4 separate regions of the Mus musculus genome follow, and all the other regions are linked to region 3. Evidence: chromatin contacts called from public Hi-C and promoter capture Hi-C data. All regions are on one chromosome and are shown on one strand. Each heading gives the region's core, a stretch centred on a gene start, on an enhancer-like site or on the middle of the called end of the contact. The rest is flanking DNA. Distances are from core to core; before and after follow the strand shown.

Evidence for each region. Promoter capture Hi-C pulls out the DNA fragments that hold promoters and counts their contacts. A called contact is a pair of places that touch in the nucleus more often than the background predicts.
Region 1: a promoter capture Hi-C map of second pharyngeal arch cranial neural crest shows a contact between it and region 3. The contact joins the promoter of Mtbp here to the enhancer-like site in region 3. A contact is called at or near these places in 12 of 39 promoter capture datasets (the 3T3-L1 cell line, 3T3-L1-derived adipocytes, the C10 cell line and 8 more), 8 of 484 Hi-C or Micro-C datasets (B cells, the C2C12 cell line, the N1E-115 cell line and 5 more), 6 of 115 datasets of contacts at active chromatin or transcription factors (acute myeloid leukemia, astrocytes, embryonic forebrain and 3 more) and 1 of 9 other capture datasets (liver).
Region 2: a Hi-C map of the N1E-115 cell line shows a contact between it and region 3, with 4 times the contacts expected there. The contact joins two enhancer-like sites. A contact is called at or near these places in 1 of 15 datasets of contacts at CTCF or cohesin (the NIH/3T3 cell line) and 2 of 484 Hi-C or Micro-C datasets (the N1E-115 cell line and spermatogonial stem cells).
Region 4: a contact with region 3 is called in a Hi-C map of the N1E-115 cell line, with 10 times the contacts expected there. The contact joins two enhancer-like sites. A contact is called at or near these places in 4 of 39 promoter capture datasets (the 3T3-L1 cell line, embryonic stem cells and hippocampal neurons), 4 of 15 datasets of contacts at CTCF or cohesin (the NIH/3T3 cell line, embryonic stem cells, large pre-B cells and 1 more), 123 of 484 Hi-C or Micro-C datasets (the 3T3-L1 cell line, the 4T1 cell line, the AML12 cell line and 69 more), 4 of 115 datasets of contacts at active chromatin or transcription factors (PVALB interneurons, astrocytes, epiblast stem cells and 1 more) and 1 of 9 other capture datasets (embryonic stem cells).

What each region holds. Positions count from the first base shown.
Region 1 is chr15:55,556,061-55,558,816 of GRCm38.p6, forward strand. It overlaps Mtbp (Mdm2, transformed 3T3 cell double minute p53 binding protein), which reads left to right and starts at 1,348. Exons shown (of 22, transcript NM_134092.3): 1 at 1,348-1,677; 2 at 2,441-2,521. The coding sequence starts at 1,560. Mrpl13 (mitochondrial ribosomal protein L13) reads right to left here and starts at 1,252. Exons shown (of 7, transcript NM_026759.3): 1 at 1,198-1,252. The coding sequence starts at 1,224.
Region 2 is chr15:56,045,511-56,048,210 of GRCm38.p6, forward strand. No RefSeq gene overlaps it. Among named protein-coding and RNA genes, the nearest start is that of Gm46516, 120 kb to the left of the region's middle. Within about 2 kb of position 1,346, at least 30 of the 459 cell types and tissues checked have an H3K27ac peak or open chromatin away from gene starts, as enhancers often do. A contact at or near this core is called in the N1E-115 cell line, where this site is marked.
Region 3 is chr15:57,508,347-57,511,095 of GRCm38.p6, forward strand. No RefSeq gene overlaps it. Among named protein-coding and RNA genes, the nearest start is that of Gm35627, 8.5 kb to the right of the region's middle. Within about 2 kb of position 1,330, at least 17 of the 459 cell types and tissues checked have an H3K27ac peak or open chromatin away from gene starts, as enhancers often do. A contact at or near this core is called in the N1E-115 cell line and second pharyngeal arch cranial neural crest, where this site is marked.
Region 4 is chr15:56,333,704-56,336,448 of GRCm38.p6, forward strand. No RefSeq gene overlaps it. Among named protein-coding and RNA genes, the nearest start is that of Gm41326, 75 kb to the right of the region's middle. Within about 2 kb of position 1,263, at least 13 of the 459 cell types and tissues checked have an H3K27ac peak or open chromatin away from gene starts, as enhancers often do. A contact at or near this core is called in the N1E-115 cell line, where this site is marked.

The DNA of each region.
Region 1 (2,756 bases), core at 98-2,597, 2.0 Mb before region 3:
ATGCATATACACAAGGATTATATGCTAGAAAAATACACTTATAAGCTTGTGGTTTCATATTAGTTATCCTAAATTTTAAACTAGCCTATGCATACGCAAAAGACAAGTTTACCACATTCCATGTGAACTAATACTTTAAAAAAGCTTGATAAATAATAGAAATACTGCCACATGTCAACTTGCTGTCAAAGTTTTAAATATTCACATCTGTTATTTACCTGATTATAGACAGGTAACAACTACATTTAAAGGAAATGTACTTCAAGTAGTGTTAGGCTAGGAGTTGTCTTGGATTAACATATCAGAAACTAATTCTTTCTCTTCTATCTAGAATCTGCTTCAGTTTCAGTATTCCCTATGAGTCAGCCTTCCGGTTGCCCAAACCAGAATTCTTAAAAGTTATTCTTGTTTCTCTTTACACCCACATTCAAATCTTTAATATATATTGTGGACTTCTTAGAACTCCAATGTTTCAGCCTGACTTGTAAAATGAGTATTTTGTGTGGTACACTAAAATAGAATTCTAACTGAATTCTCCCTTTAGCCCTTCAAAGATCTCCCATCTGTGAACAGTTTATCTTCCACCTGGCGGCTTGAGTGCTTGCTTGATCCTTCTGATGCCTAAGACTTCTAGGTCAAAACTCTACAACAGGTCTTCATTCTTTATAAACAGTCTTAAGCAGCGCAGGCTTGACTTCAAGCTCACTAAGTATCGGAGAAGGCTGGCCTTGAACTTCGGATCTTTCTCCCTCCACCTCCCAAGTGCTAGGATAACATGCGTGCACCATAATTCCAGGTTTATGCGGTGTTGGGGATGGAACCCAGGCATGCTACGCTACATCAGCTACAGCTCCACACCTTCCCTTCCCCCTCCCCTACTGTACTAAACAAAAATAAACATCTTTTAGTGGTTTTTACTGCCCCACGTCATTCAACCTATTATTTCACTTTAGCTCTCTTTCCGCAAGGAACAAAAGACACGAAAGGGGCAGACTGAGGAGAGAAAGGAGCCAAAACAAAGATATCAAGTGGTAGGCAGACTCACAACCCTCTGGTAAGTGACTCCTAAAGCATTTCTTGGGTACGGGTGTCAGCTTCCCTGAAAGCTCAGCTTCTGCACTAAATCCCTGTGAACACTGCTCTTCATTTTCGCCAGCGTACTGAGCACACTATCCTGCCCGAAACGCGCAAACTCACCTGGGGCGCCCTAGAGAAGCTGGACATGCTCTCCGACCCGCGGCGTCCTTTACTTTGCACCCGCCCCGCCGGGGAACCAGCACCACGGGTCCGGCGGGAAACACAGACACCCGAGCATGAAGGTTCCTACTGCCGTCGCGTGCGCTCATCTGCTTCCCCGCCACACTCGGGTCCCCGCCGGTAGCGGTTTCGTTATGAGAGGAGCAGAGAGTGTGGCTCCTGAGAGAATAATTTCCCACAATAATTGGCGGGAAAACCGACGTAGGACATTATTTTGCAGCCAACCTGAGCGGCAGGAAACCGGAAGTGCACGTTGCGCGCGGCTCTTTTGAGACCTAACACTGAGTCCGGGCGCGAAGAGGATGGATCGGTACTTGCTGCTGGTCACCTGGAGGGAAGGGAAGTTTCGATCCGTGGCGGGTGGGGAGATCGAGCCTGGCACTGAGGCGACATCCCTGGAGAGCACCGACAAACAGCCCGGTAAGCTCTGGGCGGAGAAGAGGCGGGAACGACCGGCGGCGGGGAAGCGAAGGATTTGAGTTTCTGATGAAATCCCGGAGGGAGGCGCATAGGTCGAATGGTCCCGGGAACGTGCAACTAACTCTCTGAAGTAGTTTCTATAAGAACTGAGCAGTAGTATGTCAATGGAAAAGATATAAAGTTGTGGGTATTAGATGCCAGTGTCCCAAGTGCTTGGTGAACTGAATATTTGCCTGGTTGAATCTTCTGGTGGCATAGTCATCGAATTTTTGCTTTTAGGGAAGGTATGCTTGCAGAAAGAAGTGTCCCTTGGCGTTCCTACCACCTTGAAGAAAGCACAGAAAGAAATGATAGGTTCTGCAGATCTGAGTTTTACATTCTATGAAGGAAACATTCCACACTAAAAAAAGAGAAATGACCAGCTTTAAAAGATTTTAGCTGCATTGCTTTTTTGGCGTACTTGACTAATCTCAATATTACGTTTTCCTTGTTTTGATTAAGCAGACATTTTTAGGAAGAAATGTATATAGTTCGTATATACTTCTTTTGGAAGGAAGTTTTGATTTCTTGTTACTGATTAGCATATACAAATGAGGAGACTTGGCTGTTTTCTCTGCGGTGTCAGCACTTGAATAGACTTGGTCAACATGTATTCTGTCTACAACTTACTGGCCTTCAGATCCTCTGATAGTGAAATGGAAACAGGCCCTAGATTATGTTAACTCTTGAGTTAGATGACTGAGTCAGGTCTTTATTTTTATAGATTTGACCGCAACCAATATTTATCACCTCTTGAAGAGAAGCATCAGCGATTCAATCCATCCAGATGACAGTACATTCCCTGGTAAGTACAGAAGTGTAATGGTAATGAAATTCCTCTCCTATCCACCACCACCCCCCACCCCCAAAGTCTGACACAGCATTTTTTTGGAAATCAGTCAGTTTGATAACCTAGGAGTACAAGAAAGACTTGTTGACTTGAGAGGCACAGGGCTATGGGGGTATCTTAAAGAAAACCTCAACTACATTACTATTCCTTCCTGATATTTGAATGTTGTAAGTTTTTATAAAAGTTATTC
Region 2 (2,700 bases), core at 96-2,595, 1.5 Mb before region 3:
GTCAGATCCTCCCTACACAGAGAATAAACTCTGTACTCTAATCACACGTTTGTATTAATTGTGCATGGTCACAGAAGAATAAATTATTTGACAGTATAGCATCAGTGCACCTATTATTTGAAACGTTCTATGGCCCAAAATTTCCATTTTCTTTTCAGGACAGAGGAACACGTGCATGGCAGAAGGCCAAGGGGAAGTACTATGAACCCCCAAGGACAGGGGAGACTGACACCAATGAGCTCAGTGGATCCTGAGCTGAACAGTCCAGAGGGAAAAGTGCATTTTGGAGGACACTCGGGTCCATTTGAAAGATGGCTTGCTTATCAGATTGTATACCATGATTATTAAATGTATTTTGCGTGATAGTGAGCGAGCTCTGAACTCTGGTCTACTAACAACACACAATGGCAGGCCTAGAGTTAAAGAGACACAGTATCTGGGCTAAGCTTATTACAAACACAAAACGATACATGAAACAAGGTAGGTCTGATTCAGACTGGGCTTTTCGGTTCCTATAGAGCATTCTTTGAGGGGTCACTTGAGGTGAGAAAACAGAATTTGGGTAAAATGAATGCAAAAATAATAAAAGGGAAGCTATGCTTAGCAGCATTGTCTTTGACGGGTAGCTATTTTGGCTAATATTAGATTATACTCAAAAGTACCAGAAATACCCCTATTGCCCACGTCAAGATAAGGACTTCATTGTCAAGGCCTACCAGTTCCTTGAAGAACTTCCTTCTGCTTCAGAAACCATCTTGATTACTGATGAAGAAGACAGGGCAGTGGGGTTTGTGTCTCTGCTTCTGTGGCAGCTGTGTTATCATGTCCTTTCTGTTCTCATTAGTCAACCAGAGCCGACTATTGGTCAAGAGAACTCTACCCAGCTCAGTGGAAGTTGGTTCCTTTAGGACAACCCACTGTTTTTTCCTTTTTCCTTTTATTTTTCTTCTTCTCCCAGGAAAGTCTTCAGATATTTTATCTAGTTCAAATCTCATCAATGGGAATCCCCCTTTCTTCCCTTTTGTGCGTTATCCTTGAGTTTATGTAAGGTGAGCAATTTTAAGTCCTCCTGAATGAAGCAATCTGGGCTAAAGTTAGAAAAAAAATATGAGAGAGAGAGAGAGGGGGGGGGGGTGGGGGGAGAGGGAGAGGGGGGGAAGGGAGGGGGAGGGGGAGAGGGATCGTATTGTCCAAGGCGCCTTCAAATATGCTCGCACAAACCACGTGACACAGACTCTTTGCTCCAGTAGGTTTTTATCCTTCTTGTATCATTAGAACAATCAAACTCTAGTGTTAGACCGACAGAAGATGGCAATGTATTAGTATTTCCTCACACTCTGCCTAGAGGGAATTTTGACCCCAGAAAGCAGTTCTCTGGCAGGAAACAGTGGGAGAAGACATGAAGTGAGACAATAGAGAGGATTTTCCAGGCTGTTTATCTACCCACCACCATGTTTTCCTGGGCACAGATCTGAGCCCTTAAAACCAAAACAACCTAGACTGAAAAGGTAACACAAAACATTCCCCGCGGCCATGGCTACGCAGTCCCTTGGTATTGCTGCCATCTATTGGCACCAGGTGGTAACACCGGACAAAGTGAAGCCCTAGGGTGTTTGGTGTTTGTTTCCCTGAATACCAATGGTCCCACAGGTAGAACAGACTTACTTCAGAGAGGGCGGATCATATGATAAGACTTTAGTGGTGAAAATATATGTATGTGATATATATTCTTGAGAAGGGCTGTGCGTTTGTGCTATCTTAACGTGCCCCCAAAGGGCTCCTACCAGCTGAAGAGACTAAACAGGGTAGGATTAATACCCACGAAAGCCAGTGGAATAACCTTCGCAGTTCTTCTGTGTTACAGCAGAGAATCCCATGGCCCTTTGCGGCAGGTTTTAGAGGATGGTAAAGATTTGTCCCATCTGAACGATTACTGTAAGTGTTGGGTTGTACTAAACTCATCATTATTTGAGGAAAGTGGTCTTTATTCAGTTTCTGTCTGTGTACCCAGTGGCTCAAAGTCTCTAAGCCATAGGGATTTTCTTGATCTTAGGACAGAGTCATGAGAACCTCTGGGTAAAGTGTTAGGACTATCACCCTACAGTGCATTTTCCCACTCTTCTGGATTCAGGCCAACAGTTAACGTTAATTTTTAATGAAATGACCTAACATATTTTAAAACAATTACAACTTCTTTGATTAGTAGGCAGCTACAGCTTGTGCTTCTTGGCTGTCCTACCTGAGCTTGGCTACCACTCTCCGGGGGGACTCCCCAGGTTTAGTATGTGGCTTGCCTGTGTCATGACACTGGAGACTCCTGCCACAGTTCAGGAGGTATACTGGGGGACATAGAAGCTACTTCAGAAGGAGGGGAGTCATTTAGGCCTTCTGTCTCCATGTCTCCGTTGTAGTTTATGTATATTCATTTAAGAAGCTTTTATGGATGAAATGACCTAGCATTAATTAAACTTATCTTTACAAACAAGATGAGGCGATTCTAATTGAAAAATTTGCTGATTCAACAGAATAAGTAATTACTAAAACCTTGTACCTAAAAATGAAATCAAAGTACAAATAATAGATGATATCAAGGAAGATGGAGAAGAAAGTTCAGAAAAGTCCACACTACTGTAGGTCCTGGTCAGTTTCTGGATAAGGAAAGAAATCCAGGTTAAATCAGGTGAGTCTGTGGGCCTCCTT
Region 3 (2,749 bases), core at 80-2,579:
TGAAAATGGAAAAGAGAAGTGACCAGCTGAGCCTCATCACCCACCTCTCTATTTCATCACTTCAGATGCAATGTCACTCACTAGTCACCCGGGCTCCTTGTACTATGCCTTCTGCACTGTGACGGACCTTGCCCTAAAACTGTAGGCCAAAATATACTATTCTTTAAGATGGTTTGTAATGTATTTTCTCACAGCAAAGAGAGAAGTGACAAATCCATCAGCTTGAAAATCTGAAGAGGACACAAGTGACTGAAAAACAGAGTTTGGTCAAGCTAACCTGTGAGCCTGTCCAGAGACCATGAACCAAAACAACACTACTAGAGCTTGTATTGCTGCCTCTCCGTTGTGCTTTGGTGCCCTCTGCTGGCCTTGAAATTCACTGCTAGAAAGTAGTGTATATAAGCAGGCAGTAAAATTGCCCTACAATTACATCCATCCAGACCCAGGTGTGTGTGTGTGTGTGTGTGTGTGTGTGTGTGTGTGTGTGTGTGTGTGTGTGTGTGTGTACGCTGAAAGAAAAATCTTTCAGAAAGAATGCTTAAAATTAAGAATTTATTACTGAGACGCCCCGATGAGCTAGACTTTGTCTATGTGTTTCCTTGCTTAATACATTTATACTGGCAGGAAGCGTGTGGCTAAAAAGCAGTGGGGCTGCCAGACAGTGGAGGACCTGGAGGCCAGCAGAGGACAAGGACAGATCGCTGCACACATGTACACCGTTATGCACACTTATTCTGGTGTACTAAGAGATAGATAGATGGATTACTTCCGTTTTAGGCATATCCACATTCGGCATCTTTTAGGTTTTGCATTTCACATCTGAAAAGTGTTGGAGGATCTCCTGAGAGCAAAGGCACAGAGTCATGGCAGAAGATATCCATTAAGCTTCTCCTTCCCATAATTCATTTCGTCTGACAAGGTCTGTTTGCACCCTGTTTCATTAAGCCTGAGAAGCTGGGCGGCTGGTCCGGCAGCAACACGACCAGACCACTCGTTCTCCACCTCTGGCTCCACAGCAGGGCTTCGCCTCAGTGAGATGCAGGCACCAGGGCTAGCGTTCTGAATTCCCTGGCCGTGCCACGGACACCGTGGACACTGCTTCACACTGTCATCATCTGAGTGACCTTGCTGCTGCCTGAGAAGAGACCTCTGTCTTGGACGAGGAAGATGGTTGGGTGCTGAAGACAAAAACCACACTGGCTTTCCCGGGGCCATTCAGTTGCTCTGAATCCAGTGAAAACAAGCAGTTTGCCATCTGGTCATCGCCCTGGGGCTGAGGTGTCAATCCCCTGTCCTTCATCCTGCCCTTCTTAGAAAAACACAGGCCCTGGGTGGTCCAGATGGCTGCAGGCCTTTGCACAATGAACAGAGACCGGCTGATACACATGACTCCCTCTGCCCCAGGAAGTCCTCCCATACAAAAATACATTAGAGAGACGTTCCTCCTGAACGATTTGTTAGAGTCAACCACTTCTGGGAAGGGAAACTTGAAAGACCCTAGAAACTATACAAACCCCGCCCCCAGCTCCTGCAGATGAATGAGGTTGGCATGCCGACAACCTGTGGTACTTGTACGGCCCATTCATCCCATGGAGATCCTCAAAGTGTTTTCCCACCAGAAGAAAAGGAGAGCATTTCAATAATGAACTTTAATGAATCTCAAGCTGTTTCCTCCTTTCCCTTGTCACTTCTTACCCTCGACACAGTTGTCTGTAGAAACTCTCTTCTTGGGCTCAGTACAGTAACCAAGCTATCACCAGCTCACACCCAATGCACAGTGTCCAGCAGCCCGGGAGAAGGAAAATCCCATGGAAGAGTACAGAAGTCACGTCTGAGTAGGAGGGATGGTTACTGCAGGCCTCCAAAGCCCACAGCAGCAAGGACACTAACAGGAACCTCAGAAATCTTCAAGGTCACCAGGTCATTACTGGCTTAGTCCAAACTCTCTTCAGTGTACACGGAGAAATGGAAAAACATTAAACACGATGAAAAGTGGCCAAAAAAGTAATATTTAAAGACATCATTTAAAATGTAAACTGTGGTACGAATTCTAATATATGTGACTGGGGAGAGTCACCCAACTCCTCTAAGCCTTATTTTCATTGCATATAAAATAACTTAGAAAAAAAAAACGATTAAAGGGATAGTTCTCAGAGCTTGGTGGCCTGAGAGTGTGATCTCGGGCACTCAGGAGTCTGAGAGATCAGGACCACACGCTTGTCCAGAAAAGCTTCAGAGTGAATTCAACACCAGCCTAGGAGGATAGTATGGAGCACTTATCTAGCATGCACAAAACCCTGGGTTCAATTCCAGTATGGCAAAATAAATAAAAGGGTTAGCATGGTAATATGCAATTCATGAATATATTTACTGAGGGTTTGTTGTTATTATTGTTGGAGGGACTTTTTGGTTTTTAGTTGGAGGGGTTGTTGTTTACCTGAGATGGAGTCTCATGTGCCCACAAGCCAGTCTGAACTTTCTACACAGGTTAGAATGACCTTGAACTTCTGACTCTTGAACTTCCATCCCAAGGGCTGGGATTATAGGCACTCCCAGTTCTTCACTAATATGCTTTCCTGACATATAAGAATCAATAGTAAATGTTAGCACCTAATAAATAATGAAATGCTAATACATTAAACTATGTTAACATTAATATCGATATCAATATGGAACATTAATGTTGATGTTATTATTTATATACATATTACTACGACTACAGAGGTCAAAGTAATGAGTACAGGGTTCA
Region 4 (2,745 bases), core at 13-2,512, 1.2 Mb before region 3:
TTGCCATCACTGAGGTGACTGCTTACAGACATTAGTCAGGCCCTTCTATGGTCCAAGTTGAAATCATCTAATTAAGAATAAAGCTCACATTCTGAGCTTTCTTAGAACAGAGGTTAATCTAATGAGGCAACCTAAGTTCAAGCCTGAGCTTCCACTCTTATTAGCCTCAAAGGCTTATTGTTTCTAGACTTCCACTTCTTCCTATGCAAGGTGGAGATCCTAAGAGTCTATGCCTGGTTTATTAATTCTGGACCATGGGTGCAGTTTTACAGACTACAGCCAGCATATGGTATAACCTCTTTAAGAAATTTAGAATATTTTTGAGCATCTACATGGTGGTGAATTCTAGTACTAAAATGGAAAGAATCCTCATGGGGTTTAAACTCTAAAAGAGTCCTTATGGCTTATTGAGTGAAAAATTACCTGGGTTAATTAATGAACAGTTGCCTCAGGAGTTGGTAGCAATGTTTTTCATGTTATAAAACACTTTGGTATAATAAAACTAAATACTCTCAGAAATGTTTGCTCATAGCCCAGGCTAGTGAGTACATTGTAGGTACAGAGCATCTGAAAAGATGGGGAGAAATAATAATATTTCTATCTGGATTCTGGCATTTTATCTTTCAGAAACCAGTCCTGTTTGTGAGTTAGGCACATGAACTATTATCAGATAATAAAGGGTGTTTAAATTTTTGCAAAAATCACTTTTGCTATTTGAAGATGGCCTAGATCCTCTTGTGACTGCGTTCAGACGTGTGGGATGAGGAAAGTGGGTGAACAGAGATGTTTCTATACCCCACAGGAAGTATGTTCTTATGAAGGCTGGTGCTTTGTTGAAGTATTCAGTGTGGTGGCCAGTCTCATTTTTTTTCTCCTATATTTATGCTGGTTTTCTTTGAATAGACATGCGAACAGGAAGACTGCCCTTCTGAACCTCCTCTCTGTCAAAGGATTTCTAGGGATTTCCAGCATGTGGAGGAAGATCAGAGTCTGTGTGGAGCTCCTGCCAAGTGGCTGAAGCCAGAGACTTCCCACACTCCCCAGGGTCTCATCAATTCTTATCAGAGATGCAGGGGCAGTGGTGGCAGGCAGCACTGTAACTTCAGGAAAGAAGGGGAAGAAAGAGGAAGAAAGAAACTATTGGGGAACACAAATCTTCCTCCAGTGTCCAGGAATCAGTTTGTGCATAGGCAACTGTTAAGGCAGGCGACTCCTGGCTCAATGGTTTCCCACATACAATTATACTTATTCTATGTACATCTCATTCAAGGCAGGCAGTTGGAGCTCAGAAATTAAGGGGGATATACTAGATTCTTGAAGCTCTTGACCTTCCTTCATTGTCCTTAAAAGCTAGTCCCATTCATTCAACATTTTAGGTGCTTGTATGGCTAACAAGGTTCAGCTCCCTCGCTCAATATGCTGAAGGCTTCTTGGAGGGCTTACAAAGCATTTTGAAGAGTTAAATGTAAATGAATCAGGAACACATGGATTCAATTTCCCTGGAAATCCACATGTGCTGGGAAATGAAGGGGGGCAGTGTCTGGCCAAATGTGCTTTGATTTATCTGACCCCAAAATATACCCCTCCTTTCTGCTTTCCTCCCCTCAAAATCATTTGAAAGTTTGGTTAACGTCAAAGCATGGCTGAGTTCTTGAGACCCTTGTAATTTGGAAGGGTTTGAGTTCTTAGAAAGGGCATTCAGAGAAATCTTGCCCCACCTTTAAGCCCAAGGCTTTGTCACGTGGTTTTCTTCTAGTTAATAGGGTTAAATTAAGGCAAGGATATGATGACATTGGTTCAGTGACAAAGCTAACTACCTCTGCAACCCATGGAAGCATCCATTTCCTGCAGTGAACATTTTCATGCAGATGATATACCCTACTCAATGTTTCTGCCCTCCAAAAATTAGCTTTATTTTTCTAGGAAACCACTATTTGAGTGTAGGAATAGAATTATTTCACTATCTGTGCCCCATCCCCTGCTCCATTGTCTGCAAAGATCACTTCTTTAATAATGTATTTAAGGCCCACAACTGTACTATGTAAAGAGTGTTGAAGATGAGCTCACTTACAGACTGTTTAGGACTCTTAGACAGAGAGATGACTTCATATAAGAGGATCTTGGGTGTAGATGACAGGAAAAAGTCTCAGAGGTGTCCTGTGTTTGTCAAGAAGGATTTAGACCTCATTGCTCCAGTATATATATATATATATATATATATATATATATATATATATATATATATTGGAATTTATGACAGACTAGAGAAAAGAAAACCACTGTTTTAGATTTTCTTTTTTCTTTTTTCCTTTTTTCTTTTTTTTTGTCTTTTATTTATTTATTTATTTTTATTTACATATTTTCCTCAATTACATTTCCAATGCTATCCCAAAAGTCCCCCATACCCTCCCCCCCCCACTTCCCTACCCATCCATTCCCATTTTTTTTTTTTTTTTTTTTTTTTTTTGGCCCTGGCGTTCCCCTGTACTGGGGCATATACAGTTTGCGTGTCCAATGGGCCTCTCTTTCCAGAGATGGCCGACTAGGCCATCTTTTGATACATATGCAGCTAGAGTCAAGAGCTCCGGGGTACTGGTTAGTTCATAATGTTGTTCCACCTATAGATTTTCAAGTCTCATCATAGACAGTGGTCAGCGGTCAGCCTGTTGATTGTTGGGAGCAAAGCCCCGTCTGCAGCATGTGTGTGGGAGATAGAAAAAGCTGGATCAAGTGTCTAGGCTTTGA